Linked DNA regions of Mus musculus: region 2 is linked to region 1. A link is a contact called in public HiChIP or PLAC-seq data. All regions are on one chromosome and are shown on one strand. Each heading gives the region's core, a stretch centred on a gene start, on an enhancer-like site or on the middle of the called end of the contact. The rest is flanking DNA. Distances are from core to core; before and after follow the strand shown. Region 1 overlaps Arhgap21 (Rho GTPase activating protein 21). Region 2 has its middle 33 kb from the start of Gm52501.

Region 1 (3,301 bases), core at 501-3,000:
AACAATTACTTTACCAAGTGAGCCAGATCCCCAGCTCTTGTTGATTCCTACCAATAGCTGCTTGGAAGCTATTGCCTTGAGAACTCTTTATATCCAAAGTAAACACTGTTTATGTAGAAAAGTTAATATTAAATAGTTATGTTTAGTCCTTATAAACTGCTGAAAAAATACAAGACCTTATAATTTGTATTAACCTGTTTTGTTTACATAAAGAGACTACTAAATCATAAAAATTAGGTAACATTATTCCAACTATGAGTTTTTAACACTGTATTCAAAGAAATTAAGGTAATTGATTTTATTCTATACAGTCTAGGTGTTTACATACAGTCTAGCATGGACCTTTCTTCTTGCCTCAGTCTCTTACAAGTTAGAATCACAAGCATGCACCACCACACCTGGCTTTGACAAGATACTTTGACTGGTTACTTTGATGTGTGGTAAGATGAAACTCAACTCCATCTTATTCAGAAGAGTCAGCACACCAGGCCTCACAGATGCTGGCTCAAGGTGGCTATAGGAGCCATGCTGTTTGGATCGGAAGAATGTCCCCATCAATGGTTGCTGATGAGACTGGCTTGCTTTGCCTAACCTGTGGGGTGCAGTACTCTACGTTAAGCACCTTCATTCTTTCTAGGATTCTAGAATTTTGGTATATTCTAGGCAAAAGGCTTCCAGTTTAAAAAAAAAAAAGTCTCACCTTGAATGAGTGTCTCTGGTGCACTTTACACACGCACCATTAACAGTCAGTTGCTGAAGCAATTAAGCACATCCTGTGTGACTTCACCACAGGAGGACTCCTGGAAGCTGTGTGTGCTTTCCACTGACCTTTGTCCCAGCCTCCTTTCCTTTCCTCTTTGCTGATTTGCTTTGGTGTCTGTTACCTGTGATTGCCTACCAGAGCTGAATACTACAGATTCGGATCTGTGGGCCTCCTCATAAACCAAGGGATACGGGAGAGATTTCCAACACATTCCCCACCTCTGCAATGGACTCTAATCACTCTCCCCACCTCTGGCATTCCTTCTATGTACAGACCCCTCCCTTGAGTGTGGGCTGTACCTACTGATTAGCTTCTGAAGAATGAGATTCCATAAAGTGATGGAATGTCACTTCCAAGGTTAGAGTCCAAAACACTGCCACCTTTGTCTTGCCCACAGTCTCTGCTTCTCCCTTACATCTTCTTTATGAAACAAACTGCCATGTGGAAAACTGAACTGGCTCTGGAAAGGATCACATGGCACGAAACACAAAATTGAAGATGCCTTCCACCCAGCAGCCAGCTTGAGAACTAAGGTCTGTGTGAGGGGAGGGAAGAGGGGCTGGAAAGATGGTTCTCTCTGTTCTTGCCCAGATCCGGGGTTTGGTTCCTAGCACCCACATGACAGCTCGCAGCCATCCATAACTCCAGTTCCAGGGAATCTGACAGAATCTTCTTCTGGCCTCTGTAGGCACTAGGCGTTGCATGTGATTCATATACATGCATGCAAGCAAGCTCACACATTAAAAATAAGTAAAATGAAATCACCAGTTTTAACAAAGAAAAAAAATAACTACGGCTCTCAGCTTCATAGCCTCTGAAGTGAAGAGCAGGGATGAGCCTAGGAGCAGATCCTTCCCCAGGCAAACCAAGCACTAGGGCCAAGCAAGAAGCTTGGTTCTATTTCTATCCCACCAAGACACTGAGACAATAATCATTTTCCTAGTCACTGAGTTGGAGAGGTAATGAGCTACTCAAGCAATAAGGAAGTAACACTGTACCACACAACCTACCAAGCTCACACAGCAACTATGAGGCTATGACAGGGATCAGCAGGGATCTCTCAGGCAGTGAACCCTTGAAGAGATGAAATGAGCCCTAGGCTGCCCCTGCTTATAGCACACAAAGTTTGTAAGACCTGGGCACAGGGAACAAGAATCCAGGCAGGAAAGACTAAGTTCACAGGGCAGACGACTAAGTAACAGACCAGAAAGCCATGTAGATGCTCGGACGATGATTCTGTACCATACAAAGCCCAGGGTCAACAAGCCAGGGTGAATCTGCCTAAAGAAAGACCCTCTTAAAAGGATGGTGGCCAGTCCCTGGAGAGCAAGACTAGGAACAGAAGAGAGGGAAACCCAGTAAGTCATGGTATCCCAAGTAAAATACTCAGAGCACTGCCCACGAATGGAGAATTCACTCTGGGCTGCAAGTGATCTGCCCCACCTAATACAGGCTAGAAACAAGGCCAAGAAGAAAGAGGAAGGGCCTTTTATTTCCCAAGAACTAAAGACCCTTGCCAATCCCCACTGGCTTATGACAAGTTAGCTGTGGAGAGTAGTTGTAGGGATGGGAGAGGGAGAGGGTGATGGAGAGGGAGGCTCACATACACCACTGGGCAAGAGCTAAGAAGTCTGGCCAAAATGAGACTTCATATTAAACAGAGGTGTCAGAACTGTTACAGACGATCATGAGGGAAGGCTCAGGAACTGGGCATCAGGACTAGGACAATATATCACAAAAGAAAACAAGGGCTAACAGAATCAGCAAAGGAGTCAGAGGATAGTTCATTACCAATGTAGCTCCAGTCTGCCTCTTCAGGACAGCAAGCACGAAGAATGAAGATACAGCCCTGTGACAGAGCAATGGGGGTGGGGGTGGGGGTGATCACAGAAAACAACAGGGGCACAATCAGAATGGTTCCAAAGGCCTAAGCCAGAAATGAAAGAAAAGGGAAATAAAACACATTGTTCCTGAATGACCCAACCTTAGCTTCCATCTGCTCCAAAGGATGAGGGAAGGGTCACAGGAGAGGCAACGCCAAGGACACTGTTGTGCGGAGGTGGCTGCAGGGCCAATGGTACATAAGTGGACAAAGTTGTAAAGTGGTCTGTGATGGAAGAGAAAGGAACAGATGTGTGCAGCAAGATGAATAGAAGAGAGATTTGCTGTCCTTGTGTTCCGAGCCATGCTTTCTCCTCCCTGCTGTGATTACTGACTTAGTCTACAGCTCTGAACATGCTACTTCTTAAACATTCTGAATGCACCTTTGTGGCTTCTACCTCGAAGCCTGATGAGTTATTGAGCCCAATTTTCTTCAACCAAGAGAAAATACAGTATAAGCCAAGCATATACTTCATTTAGACAGAAATATTCTCAGGCCTTTGGCCGATAAATGTATAAGTGCTGCATTTGCTTGTGTTTGCGTAACTGCAAGAAAATCAAGTCCTTCACTCTTTAATGGACGTTCATTCCACGAGAAGAACTTCCCACCCATTTTCTCAACTCAAGGCCATTGGGAAGCTGCCTCATCGACCACCA
Region 2 (3,301 bases), core at 537-3,036, 320 kb after region 1:
ATTAAAATTATTTGGGTCATTTATAATCACTGTGAATTGAACTGAGCAGAATAAAAATAAAACTTGCCAAAATGGTAACTGTTTCTCTCTGCCTCACAAAATGGTAACTGTTTCTCTCTGCCTTGCAAAGCCCCCTAGCAAAGGTTTCAGTGCTCGCTTTCTAATCGGCCTGGAATCCAAGGGCTTGTTCTTGGCAGGCAGTGTAGTCTGGAGGGTTGTCATCTGCTCCTGTCTCCCTGATAAGTTTTCATTATGGAGAGCGGTGCCTGGCTGGGCACTGCACAGGGAGCTAGGTGAGGTGAGCATGCATTAGCTTCGCCATCCCCCTCCACACACTCCTCACCCTTCCTGCTAGAGCACTTCCTTAGTAACCATCCTTTGTTCTCACTGGTTACAATCTCCTTTATACTCATTCACACAAAAGGAGCACCTTCTTTTTTCCCTAAAAGTAGTTTATTCCAGGTTTTGATTATAAAATGAGTATGTATTTTAACGTAAAAAATTAAGAAAGACGAGGAAAGTTCAGCTCTTAGCAATAGCTCAGAGTTTGAGCCTTTGCTTTTTTTTTTTTAAGATGATTTTATTTTATGTATATTAGTACTTTGCCTAAAAGCATGTGTGTTCATGACCTGTGTGCCTGGTCTCCTAGTAGGCCAGAAGACAGGTTCAGTGAACTACCTTGTGGATGCTGGGCACTGAACCTGGTCCCTCTGGAAAAGCAGCCAGTGCTCCTGGAGACATGTCCTAGCCATATCTGCAGTCCCATAGAGCTTTACTAAAAAAAAAAAAAAAAAAAAAAAAAAAAAAAACCAAAAAACCTAATGAAGATCAGCCAGCTATAGTGATGCAGAGGGAGGAGGCTGCTGAGTTTCCATCAGCTTGGACTACACAGTAAGATCCTGTTTCAAAAAAACAAAAGTGATCTAGCTCAACTTGATCATTAGTTTTCCAATGTGCTAGTTTTCATTTAGTGTTTAATTTTGAAAATTAATTATCATTGTGTGTATGCGTGTGTGCGGGTCCAGTGTCACAGTGTATATGTGGAGATCGGAGGACAGCTTGGTCCTCGCCTACTGTTGGATTTGGGAATTGAACTCAGATCATCAGACTTGTGTGGCAAATGATTTTACTAGTTGAAAAGAGCTTTAGTAGCTGACCCAGCGAGTCATCTGAATCACCATTAGATTGTGATGATAAAGGATTCCTCATAACACATCCGGGAGTGTCGTCAGAGCTTATTCACTGTTTCCTTGGTAGGGAGCATCTGGTCTCCCTCTAGTAGTTAATGCCAAGTGAACACCTCTTCATGTACCCATGGGGCATGCTGATAGAGGATAACCCAAGAGGTGTCTCTGTTACATTAACTGAGGGAACTGGCTACATATAGCAGATACAGTTTTGAAAGGCAAAGGAGCTTTTGCTTCGTTCCCTTGTTTAAACCTTCAGTGTGGCCAAAGCCAGGCAGCAGGTGAGACAGATGCTGCAGGCCTGTCCTCAAATTGTCAGTCAGGTGAGATAGGAGCCTAGGGGAAAGCTGGCATGTTTGCTTTGTAAACTTCCTGACTTCTCTCTATACCACTTCAAATGCAAGACTGGCCCTACTGGGTGTACAGATTTGGTGTCCCTAACTGTGTAATGTGAACGCACAGAGGCCCTTCAGTGACTATTGAAGAGAGGGATCAATCTAGAAATTGAGCAGTCTCCAAAGACATGAAGTGAAACTTCTTCCACTATGTAGGGAAGCCTGACTGCTGTGGAAGTTCAGGTCCCTGTCTCCCTCTAGCGGTTGATCTGCACACTGGACCAGCAGGATGGCTGCCCTGCACAGACCAGAAGCCAAGATCAGTGGTGTCCTTAAATGCCCTTTGAAAATAATAGGAGCCGTGTTTTTGAAAGTGTCTTCCTCACTTCACAGAAGTTTCTGTCTTAAGCAGGCCATCTGTGTCTGCTTCTGCCACCAGGCATCAGTCAAGATTTTCTCCTTCAGGGAAGCACCTCAACTTCTTTTTAAAAATGAATTCAATAACCCACAGTGGGGGTTGTGGTGTGCGAGCTCACGTGTGTGTGTGTGTGTGTGTGTGTGTGTGTGTGTGTGTGTGTGTGTGTGTGTGTGTGAGAATAAAATAGCCATGGAGTTGACAATGCTCACATAAACTATGGAGGAACACACAAACATACTCTCACACATGCACATACATCACACACATGCTAAAAATTGTTTTCGCTTTTCATAAAATTGAAAGCATTAGGAAAACAATAAAAACCTGAAGAGATTTTAGGCTTCACTAGCAAGCCAGCTGCTTGCTTCAGGCTATGTCCAAAGTCTGTGTGAGAGTCTTTTCTCATAGTTTAGTCAATTGCCTCAGTTAGCCACAGCACCCTATATCTTTTATTGCCTTTTATTGAGTTCTTCATGTGCTTGCCATGTCTATAGCCAGGTGAGCAGCTTGGCTAAATGGAGGACCATCTATCTCCTCCCTGGCCTGGCCTGGCCTCCCTCCCACCCACTTCCTTCCCACCCACCTTTCCCCTCCCTATCTGTACTTCCTTCCCACTTCCTTTCTTCCCTTCTATCTGCCTATGTCCCGCCTTTCTAACTCCCTCCTTCTTATCTAAGGCAAACAATTGGAAAAACTGGCACAGATTTTCATATGTGTCTCCTTAGAGGACCTAATCCACTGACTTGTAACTTGGATTCCAGTCCTAGGCATGCAAACGAAGCAGCCGCTTCTTAGAAGAAAGACAGCTTCCTCTCCGCTGCTGCCATTGTGGCCATTGTGCTTGGCTTGTAATTTACAGCAAGTGCCAAACATAAAGTGAGAAACACTTTCCTTTTTGTCACTCTTGGTTCACCTGTCCAGTAAATGTTCTATTGCAGTTCCAACCACCTCCCTCACACCCACCTCGTTGGGATGAAAGCTGGCTATCCCAGCTTCTCAGTCTGTACTTGGCTAAGAACAGGCCATCTTTCAGGACTTAATGTGCAGCTGCAATGAGAGGGGGACAAATACATCCACCTCACCAGAATTACAATGAGGCGGTGCATCCAGGCTGTATGTCAACTGATGTCACGGTGGGCAAGGAAGGCGGTGACCTGTATGAGTGGTGTTTGTACTTCAGTCCAGAAACCATTGCCCACCCCCTTTTTTGGAGGAGAGCTCTTTATGGACTTGCAGGCAAAGTGCTGGAGGAAAGGAATTCAAAGGATGCTGTTAGCAAAGCTGAGGGGTGGGGGTTATTCTAAGAGGTCAAACTATGCAATATGCACTCGCCTCCCAAGACTTAGTCCTGAGGTCCCGAG

Evidence for each region. HiChIP or PLAC-seq counts read pairs in DNA pulled down with a chosen protein or histone mark.
Region 2: a contact with region 1 is called in an HNF4G HiChIP or PLAC-seq map of pancreatic cancer cells. The contact joins two enhancer-like sites. A contact is called at or near these places in 11 of 115 datasets of contacts at active chromatin or transcription factors (acute myeloid leukemia, bone marrow-derived dendritic cells, embryonic basal ganglia and 7 more) and 3 of 9 other capture datasets (adipose tissue, embryonic stem cells and pancreatic islet).

The regions. Positions count from the first base shown.
Region 1 is chr2:20,935,976-20,939,276 of GRCm38.p6, forward strand. The region is part of intron 1 of Arhgap21 (Rho GTPase activating protein 21); the gene reads right to left. Among named protein-coding and RNA genes, the nearest start is that of Arhgap21, 30 kb to the right of the region's middle. Within about 2 kb of position 1,751, at least 53 of the 459 cell types and tissues checked have an H3K27ac peak or open chromatin away from gene starts, as enhancers often do. A contact at or near this core is called in pancreatic cancer cells and pancreatic islet, where this site is marked.
Region 2 is chr2:21,260,030-21,263,330 of GRCm38.p6, forward strand. No RefSeq gene overlaps it. Among named protein-coding and RNA genes, the nearest start is that of Gm52501, 33 kb to the left of the region's middle. Within about 2 kb of position 1,787, at least 43 of the 459 cell types and tissues checked have an H3K27ac peak or open chromatin away from gene starts, as enhancers often do. A contact at or near this core is called in pancreatic cancer cells and pancreatic islet, where this site is marked.